Regions from separate parts of the Mus musculus genome. Here regions 2 and 3 are each linked to region 1. A link is a contact called in public promoter capture Hi-C data. All regions are on one chromosome and are shown on one strand. The core of a region is the stretch at or near the end of the contact, and the rest is flanking DNA. Distances in the headings are between cores, read along the strand shown. Region 1 holds the start of Brd3os (bromodomain containing 3, opposite strand). Region 2 holds the start of Npdc1 (neural proliferation, differentiation and control 1). Region 3 holds the start of Sapcd2 (suppressor APC domain containing 2).

Region 1 (3,025 bases), core at 390-2,889:
GAATCCACTTTCCCCACACTCGATTAGGCTTGGAATCACTTCGGGGCACATTTTGCTTAAGGACACACCTATATAAGAGGCCACATCTGGTGGCTAGTGTGGATGCTATCACAACGCAGTAATGTCACTACCAGCACTGCCCCCCTTTCACATGCCACTGCAGTGAGCTGACAGATCTGGGACCCTGCAAGAAGAGTCACCTCCTTACCCTGGACCTGATCCATTCTATATCAGGCAGCAGCTCACAGCAGGTGAGGGTCGGGGTGTGTGTCTCTCTTGCTTCCCTTTTGTTTGGAAGCATTTCCTGGGCTTGGGCAGTGAGAGGAGCATCTAGGTACCTGTTGTGCCCCTAATAAAGTGTTGGATGACATTCTTGGGTGTTGCGTTTTTATACCACGGCTTGATCTTCATGGCCATCAAGGGTCTTCTCCCTGGAATTACATGATTGAGCAAAACTTAGACTGGCCAGTGTCCCTAGAGACCCCAAGCTGGTTTTTGTCTCGAACTAAGATGGCCTCATTTCCATACTGGGAGTACCACATGCTGCGGCTTCTGCTCAGGTATGTACTAGGTGGTACAGACTCCAACTTCTGCTGCTCTTGTTGCCAAATGAGCAAGGACGTATCCCTGTACCGGAGGCGGGCATAGGATTCTGACAGGGCCTTTTCTGCCAGCGGGACTCGCCCACTCATCCCACAGGCCCAGCGTCCTGCACACCTGGCTTTCCTCCTAGGCCAGGAACAGCCGGCTGCTGTGCTTTGTAACTAGTTGGCCAACAACCTTGATGGCTGTTGGGTTTGGGAGTCCTTGTTCAACTTAATAGTGAAAGTAGGTAACTTAGACCTTCCATAGGCAAGATCCTCAGGAGGGCAGGAGAATCCAAGACACATCTCTGACCATTCAGGAGCCACGTGAGAGCCATTCCAGACAAAGTGCTCTAGTGTTGACAGTGACTCCACACCACTCCTGGGAAGCTTATCAGGTGTCCACTGCCGCTGCAATACTGCTGAGCTCAAAGAGATGTATCCAGGGTGTCTGCAGCAGGGGCTGGCCTGTCCACCCCGCTCAAAACACAATGGGGATGTGGACTAAGCGTTGGTTCAGGTCCTTTCTTCTAGCCAGTCTTCCACTCTTACCAAGGGTGACACTACAAAGGGAAGAAACTGTCGGAAGGGGAGGGGAGTCGGGGACAGGCCCAGCATGGGCCTCACCACCAGGAGCAGCCTCTATGGGCCAGAGTGTTCAAGCGAGGTTACTCACGGATGCAGCTTGCTGAGCTGAGCTGAGCGGAAGGATGAGGCGGATGGACAATCGCAGGTCCCTTAATAACCCACAGACGGTTGGCGGTCCCAGGGTCTCCTCTCCGCTGGTGAGAGAAGCGGTCCTCAGCTATGGAGTAGAGAGCTACTGGAAGGAGGAAGGATGCGAGCCCTACGCCCCAGCGGCCAGCAAAGTCACCGCTTGCCCGGATGCTCCAGCGAAGCAGACTTTGCCACCGGCGCTCGCGGACACGCGTGGGCCTGCTGACGCAAGGGATCCAGGTCCCGGGCAGAGCCAGGAGGCCGCGGCTACGTCTCCATGGCAGCGTCGCAGGCGTGGCGAGCCGAGCACCGAGGACCAGCCTGCAGACGGACACATCGATCATTCTGTGGGCGGGGCCAAAGACCTAGAGGGAGAGGAGGAGCGTCCAGAGGGCGGTGGGGAAGGAAAGGGGAAGGACTGGAGTGGGAGGGGGAGCTTGGAGAGAACTTAGGTTAGGGGGCGGAGAGAATAGGGGGAGGAGGAGATCCAGAGAAAAGGGAGAGGGGAGGAGCTTGAAGAGAGGAGGAGCCGGAGAAAGAGGCAGAGCGAGATCCAGGATAAGGAGAGAGTGGAGAGAGAGGAGGATCCCGAGAAATTTGGGAGTGTGTAGTGGGGGAAGAATCTAGGAGATGGGGAGGCTCTGGAGGGGGGAGCATGAAAGGAATGCTAGGAGAAGACAGAGCTAGGGAGGAGAGGATGAGGATTGAGAGGAGGAGCCTGAAGAGGCAGAGGAAGAAGAGGCGTTTGGGGGAAGCAGAGTGGGCATTGCAGAGTGGAGGGGGTGGTAAACACAAAGGGAGAAGCCAGGATAGAAAAGGAGCCTGGGGAAGACACTCTGGAGTCAGGACTGGGAGGGAGATGGGGCTAAGAGCTGGGGAGAAGAGCTTGGGGGCATTGTAAGGAGGAGCATGGAGGGTGAGGAGCGGCTAGGAAACCTGGAGGAGATGCTGAAGAGGGATTAGGAGTTAGCATTAGGCACCTTCCCAGTTCTCGATCCTAACATGGTTTCTGAGGTTTTCTTTCTTTCTTTCTTTCTTTCTTTCTTTCTTTCTTTCTTTCTTTCTTTCTTTCTTTCTTTCTTTCTTTCTCTCTCTCTCTCTCTCTCTCTCTCTCTCTCTCTCTCTCTCTCTCTCTCCCTCCCTCCCTCCCTCCCTCCCTCCCTCCCTCCCTCCGTCTCTCTCTTTCTTTCTTTCTTTTTTTGTTTTTTCGAGACAGAGTTTCTCTGTATAGCCCTGGCTGCCCTGGAACTCACTTTGTAGACCAGGCTGGCCTCGAACTCAGAAATCCACCTGCCTCTGCTTCCCACAGTGCTGGGATTAATTTTATGTTTGGGTTGGAGCTTTTGTGGTCTGGAGTTTGACGCCACGGCCTTGGGCATGTTAGGCAAGTGCTCTAAGGCTAAGCTTTGTCTTCAGTCCTTATTTTCTTTGTGCAGTTTCCTTCTCAGACCTATTGCTGTTATTATTGACATCCCACTCAGATGATGGGCACATTTGTTTTCAATTTATTTAATGTGGTGTGGGATGCATCATTTCAAAAGTAGCTGCGAAATTCCGCCATTCCACATACTGCTCATTTGAATTGTCCTAAAGCCCCAGGAAAATTCAGCATACACTCCTATTACACCCGACCAAACACTGTGACCCCGTGTCCATCATTTTTCTGCATAAGTTCTATTTTCACACTTTAGTCCGATGCCAGTTAAGAATATTGACATCAGTGG
Region 2 (3,187 bases), core at 625-3,124, 2.0 Mb after region 1:
AACCTGAGCTTGGGACTTGAGAGAGTTAAACAGCACTGTGCTAGGAGGCTTACACGGGCTCCACCCACCAGCTGGGCTCCAGGGAGGCAGACAGTCCCTGCCCCTGGTGCTAACAAGCTAGTCAGACCTATACTAGAGGTGTAGCACAATGCTGGCTTTGAGCTGTAGGGCCTCCTTAGCCCACCAACCTACTGTTTTATCTTGGATAGAAAGTCCCTCTCCAGCCTGGGTCTCAGAACCAATGGCAGCTGCAGAGTATCTGCTTTTCTAACCATGCTAGGCTACCGGCCCTTCCTGGGCACTAGGTGTGATAAGGGGACGCTTAGTATGGGCCATGTCAAGTCTCTGCATTCAGCTATAGAGGCCAGTGGGCAGAGGCCAGCACATGCCCAGGGCTTCAGTACTGTGCCTTAGTCCCATCCATGAAGGGTGTCCACCAGGGAGGCAGGCTATTTGGCATCTCTGGTAAGGCCCAGTCTGGAACTCCACCCTCCTCAAGAGTCTCTTCCAGTCATGCCAACCTTCAGTCCAGTTCCTGGGTTGCTTGCCCAGCTCTTAAGGTCCCATATCCAGACCGATCTTGTTAGAGTCCACGTACCAGTCACCTCTCCATGCCCTCAGCTTCCTCATCTGTAAGCTGGGCTCAAAGCAGCTCCCACACATAGTTCCAGAAGAACTCAGTGAACATATGGGCAACCTCTCCCACTTCACTCCCCTCGGGGAGATACAATTTGGATCCTGTGGCTTCAGGACCCATCTGTCAAGAATGTTCTCCCAGAGCCAGGCAGTAGTGGTGAATGCCTTTAATCCCAGCACTTGGGAGGCAGAGGCAGGCATTGAGGCCAGCCTGGTCTACAGAGTGAGATCAGGACAGCCAGGCTATACAGAGAAACCATCTCGAAAAAAAAGAGAAAATGTTCTCCCAGTCAGGGAGTCACACTCTTCTAAACAGTCACTACACAGACCTCAGACCAGAGGACAGTGGTGCATGTCCTTCAGGGCAGGGGATGGGGCAGCTTGACCCCACTAAGTTGGAACAAGACCCTAGACCTGGAACCCTTAAGACCTTCCATGGGAACCCCTCTACACACACACACACACACACACACACACACACACACACACACACACACACGAACGAACGACAGGGCTGACATGCAAGGCCCACAGACCCCAAGAACAACCCTGCCAACGGGAAGCCCCAGAGACACACAAACAAAGACACAGGATCCCACTTATGGGCCACCAGAAACCAGATGGCTGCAGACCCAAAGACACACACCAGACTGATTCAGGGACCCAGAGACAAAGACCCAAAGCGCGTGAAATCTACATTCGCCTCCAAGGACCTGAGAGAAGATTCATCTAGCATGGCCTTCAACGGGCCTGACCTGTTTACCCAATCCATGCCCAGCGGACCGGGCCTGCCTGGCCTGTGGGCCTGGGTAAGGCCGGGGCGGTGGCAGGGAAAACCAGGGCGGCGCCGGGGGCAGGATTCTCCGCCCCGCAATCCCAGCCCCGGAGCACCCAACAGCCTGCGCCCAGAGCGCTCGCTCACCCGGGCGGCGGGCGGTGGCACCATTCAGGGCCGCTCCCAGGATGAGGCCGGAGAGCAGCAGCCGTAGCAGCCGCAGGTGCCGCGGGGAAGGCGGAGGGACGGGCGTCGCCATGCTTCAGCGCCGCTACCCGGGCAGCATGGCACCCCACGGCCCCGGGCTCGGTACCCACTCCGGGAACTGCGACTGGAGAAGCCGGGAAGCGAGAGGGGCGGAGGAGGAAGAGGAAAAGAGGAGGCGGTGGCGCTGACGTTGCGGCAATGGATCCGGGATGGGATGGAGGCGCGGCGGCCAGAGAAAAGTGTCGGGAGTGCGCCTGCGCGCTCCACCTGCGGGGGCGGGACATCTCCTCTAGTCTGAGCCCCCTCCCTCTGCATCCTGTTGGGGGGTCCCCTTTTGTCAGGCGTCTGAGTGCTTCGGGCCCTCTAGCCTCTACAGCAGAATGCCTCCTCATTCATTACCCAAGAATCTGACTTGGAATTGACTAACGGTGGGCGTCCCAGGATGCACGCCTTCTTCTTAGTGGTCCGACTGCCAAACCCTCACCACTCACCCTGTTAGAATGGAGGACCTTAGACTAGGGGAACACCAGGGACAAATCCTGGCTATGTAGACTAGGCTGACTGTTGCAGGTTTGCAAAATGTATCCCACAAAGGATAAAGAGGTGTATAGAGATATACAGGTGTACTCAGAGACGTGCCCGGGCTTTCTAAAACCAGGAAGAAAAGCATACAAGAGGCTCACAAGATCAAGCCAGACTCGCTCCCGAATGGTACCACCAGGGGGCGAGAGTAACTTGACGTAGTTGACAGTTGTCTGGGAGCTGTCCAAGGTGGTCATGATCCCAGGTAATGGCTTTCAGCTCCCTTGAGTCACACAACATGGAACATGCATGGTGCCTGGTGATCACCATTCATGTGCAGTCCCCTTTGAGCACACTCCACCCCCGCCAGAGACCTCCCCCTGGTTGAGTCATGAAGGCAATGTTGAAGATCAGTGTGGTGGTTCCTGCCTTTAATCCCATCTCTCAAGATGCTGAGACCAGCCTAGTCTACATATCGAGTTCCAGGACAGTCATGAATATATAATGAGACCCTATCTTAAGAATGAAAAACAGGCCTGGACGATGGTGGTGCACTCGGAGGCAGAAGCAAGCAGATCTCTGTAAGTTCAAGGCCAGCCAGGTCTACAAAGTAAGTTCCAGGACAACAGCCAAGGTTACACAGAGACCCTTGTCACATGCAAAAAACACAAACACCACACACAGAGAAAAGAACAAGGTTGAGTTCCTCAGCCCTCCACTTCTTCCCGTCCTTCAGGCTCACAAACTTAAAGAGGAGGCTGTCAGTGCAGGTTTATACATTTATCAAATGATTCTCTCTCTCTCTCTCTCTCTCTCTCTCTCTCTCTCTCTCTCTCTCTCTGTGCGCGCGCGTGCGTGCGCGCATGCGCTCACTAGCGGCTACCATCCCAACCCAGCCCTCAAGAGGCATTGACTGAACAGAAATAGTCTGAGCTAATTTTCCATAAAAGAAGCAAGGGAGAAGTCCACGCTTTTTTTTTTTCCCGAGACAGGGTTCCTCTGTATAGCACTGGCTGTCCTGGAACTCACTTTGTAGACCAGGCTGGC
Region 3 (3,395 bases), core at 789-3,288, 2.1 Mb after region 1:
CAGGGCCACACAAGGTAAAACAGATCTGTACCACAGACAAACCCGGACCCTGTCCATTATATACAGTCCCATGCCAGGGCTGACTTCACACTCACAGCCACCAAGATAACCAGCTATGCCTAGAAGCTTCCCCTTCCACAAGAACAGGGAGTCAAGGCTTGAACCGCAAGTAGAGCCCAGTCTCTCTCTGTCTCTGTCCCTCTGTGTACTAAAATGAACTGGCAGCTGCCATGAGTGGGCAGCCCTGACAGGGCAGTGCACAGGATAAATGGGGAACAGGGTTGGAAGAGGGGCTTAGATTCCTGAGAACCTGCCTCCAGGCTCAGGCATAATGCAGGTCCTGTTCTCAAGGCAGACAGGGGGCTATTCAACAGTCTCCTGTCCCAGCCAACTAGACCGGAAGGAGGGAGAGAAGCCTGCTGGATTCCCCAGAGACTTTGGTCTGTGTCTGGCAGTGTATCTGCAGCAGCACAGCACAGCAGGTGCTGTGGGACACACACACACACACACACACACACACACACACACACACACACCATCATACATACACCCAACCTTCTTCAGCACTTGTGCTAGGTGCTCCTGTGCTGCCTCCTCTGCCTCCTGGGTGGAGAAGCAGGCCGGGTTGTCTCTGCAGGGTGTCACACTGAGAAGAGCCTTCAGGACAGGTTAGGGCATGAGAGCATGAGCACTTTTAAGAAGAAACGTTCACAAGCAGCCACGCAGAAATGAAGATGAAGACCCAGATGTCCCCAGGTCTAGAGCAGGTACAGCAGGCTGATGCCTTCTCTCACGGCCACAGACGCTCCAATGCCTAGCTCAGGTTTGAGACAGACTGGGCGTCTCCTGAGTTATCAGTCACTTATCAGCCCTTGGCCCTGGTATCGGGCCTCTGCCCTTACCTCAGCACTTAGGCACAGGCCAAAGCCCCTTTCCACCCAGGTGGCCCCAACCTTCCTTAAGAGGCTGCTCACAGTCGTCCCCATCTCCACCCCTCTGACAAGACCCTGTGGGTCTCCAGTTTCTAGCACAAGTCCCTGGAATTACGAGGTGTGACTAGGGACCCAAACTCACCCAAATCCGCGCTGGGGATTTGCTCCAGCGCCTTGCTCAGGGGCCGCTCGGTCTCTGTGGGGCAGGACGCCGCCTCCACCGGGACACATAACAGCTCAGGGTTCCGGGAGGTGCCACTGGGGCCACCAGAAGCAGGGCACGCACTCAGAGGCAGAGGCTTTCTCTCCAGGACAGTCCGCGGCTCATCGGCCGGTGCGAACATCAGGCGCTGCTGCAGGGACGACTGGTCCCCAGGCCGGGCCGCGACGCGTGCCTGATCCCGCTGGCCGCCGTCGGCTTTCAGCAGCGAGGTGCGCAAGCCCGCTACGAAACGCTCGAAGGTCAGGTAGCCATTGGCCGGGGCCACCTGGCGCAGGCCCTCGAGCACGCCGCACGGCAGCTCGCGTGCGTCTGCACCTTGCCAGCGGGACTCGATCTCCCGCAGGTGCACGTAGCCGCGTTGCCGGTCGTCCAGGATGTCGAAGAGGGTGCGCAGGCTCTGGAGAAAGGCTCGCGGTAGCCCCTCTGTACTAGGAGCGGGCGCAGCGTGCGATAGGCGGCCACGCTCGGCCATCGCTGCCACGGCCATGGGCGCCCAGCTTCCACCCGCGTCGGTCCCCGCAAGACCAGATGGCAGAACCTGCAAGGCGGCGCGCGCTCCCCACGGCGACAATAGCTGCTGTTTTTGAATGAAGAGCTGGTCGCCGCCGCGTCAGCTTTCATTAATATTCTCAGCGGCTATTGGTCGAAACTGGCCCATCTGTTCCGGGATTGGCTCCGCAGCCACCAGTCCCAGTTTGATTTCTCCTGCACTAGGGGCGGGCGCCCACACCATCCGGCCCTTGGGAGACTTAACGAGAAACGGGTAGAACCAGCCAGAGTTCTTACCGCTGCTGCCCACGATCCCCCTGTCTCCACGTCCACCATCCCTCCTGCCTCGGTAGAGCCTTTTCTCTGGTTCATGTGCGCTCCGCCTTCCCAGGCACTTCTCTGAGGGGCGGAGCTTGGGGCCCTTCACGGATCTTGTACCCCAAGTAGCCTCACAAGTAAGGATAGAATGTCTAGCCCCTCCTGCTCACTTCGGTCCTTTACACTGAGGGTCCCCTGGGGCCAGGCGCCGATTGACTCTGGGGCTCCCTTCTCTTGCATTAAGAACGCCCCAAGAGGATTATAGGCTCCAGACAGTTGGGCGCTCTCCTTCACTGAGGCCTCTGTCCCAACAACTGCCAACTCTACCTTTGGTCCTTTGGGACAGTCTGTCTTGTCCTGCCAACTATAGGACAAAGCCAAGTTGTCTTCTGTCCCCAGATGCCCATCCGGTGACCAACTCCATTGGTGCTCTGGTCCTGGGACCCTGCTCTGGCCCTTTTTTTTTTTTTTTTTAGGAGACAGGGTTTCTCTGTGTAGCCCTGGCTGTCCTGGAACTCACTCTGTAGACCAGGCTGGCCTTGAACTCAGAGATCCATCTGCCTCTGCCTCCGGAATGCTGGGATTAAAGGCGTGCACCACCACGCCCGGCTATCTGGCCCTTTTAAGGGACATCTCTAGCTGTCAATCTGGCCCTCACAGCCCTGGCCTAGCTCTGCAGTGGGACCACTCGGCCCTTCTATCTAGGCCTTAGCCTGCTGCAGTCTTAACCCAGAAGCCCGTCTCAGGGCTGGCAGGAGCACCCCCTGGAGACCAGGGAGATCCTTAGGATGCCCCCCCCCTCCGCCAATTCATTTGCCTGTTCTCTATGCCTACACATGCTTACATTCCCAAACTCCTGGGTGTCACTGAGACAAATGTAGCCACTGAGAACAGCCCACCTGTTAACTGCTGCCTGCACTTTCTAAACACAGAGAGACCCTTCTGAATGCCTGCAGACAGACCCTTTAACTCAGAACTTCACTCCAGCTCATCTGGGAAAGCCTCTGGCAATAGGGCACGTGTCTCAAGTTGTGGAAGCAACTTCCCTGCCCAACTTCCCTGGTTCCACCTTTCTAGGAGTTGCTCATTCAAAATTGTTTTTGTTTGATTGTTTGTCTTGAGACAGGTTTTTTGTGACAGCATTTCTCTGTGTAGCCCTGGCTGTCCTGGAACTAACTCTGTAGACCAGACTGGCCTCGAACTCAGAAATCTGCCTGCCTCTGCCCCCCAAGTGCTGGGACTAAAGGTGTACTCTACCACACCCATCTCACCCAAAGTTGTGGCTCATTCATAGTAAGGTATTTTTAGTGGGCCCAGAGTTCCATGGACCTTAGCTACCCTTTTGGGGACAGACCTGGTCAAAGACCCTCTGATGTCTCATATTTTAATTACTTCTTGTCTTGCCTAGTCCTCAGGGTGTCCATCCATGCTCC

Evidence for each region. Promoter capture Hi-C pulls out the DNA fragments that hold promoters and counts their contacts. Capture Hi-C pulls out chosen DNA fragments and counts their contacts.
Region 2: a promoter capture Hi-C map of adipose tissue shows a contact between it and region 1, with 2.9 times the contacts expected there. The contact joins the promoter of Npdc1 here to the promoter of Brd3os in region 1. A contact is called at or near these places in 1 of 39 promoter capture datasets (hippocampal neurons) and 1 of 9 other capture datasets (adipose tissue).
Region 3: a contact with region 1 is called in a promoter capture Hi-C map of liver, with 4 times the contacts expected there. The contact joins the promoter of Sapcd2 here to the promoter of Brd3os in region 1. A contact is called at or near these places in 3 of 39 promoter capture datasets (hippocampal neurons, liver and pre-B cells).

The regions. Positions count from the first base shown.
Region 1 is chr2:27,441,050-27,444,074 of GRCm38.p6, reverse strand. It overlaps Brd3os (bromodomain containing 3, opposite strand), which reads right to left and starts at 1,639. Exons shown (of 2, transcript NM_001360791.1): 1 at 1,261-1,639; 2 at 1-1,147. The coding sequence starts at 692. The coding sequence ends at 438.
Region 2 is chr2:25,401,737-25,404,923 of GRCm38.p6, reverse strand. Npdc1 (neural proliferation, differentiation and control 1) reads right to left here and starts at 1,874. Exons shown (of 9, transcript NM_008721.4): 1 at 1,559-1,874. The coding sequence starts at 1,670.
Region 3 is chr2:25,370,678-25,374,072 of GRCm38.p6, reverse strand. It overlaps Sapcd2 (suppressor APC domain containing 2), which reads right to left and starts at 2,038. Exons shown (of 7, transcript NM_001081085.2): 1 at 1,075-2,038; 2 at 556-657. The coding sequence starts at 1,642.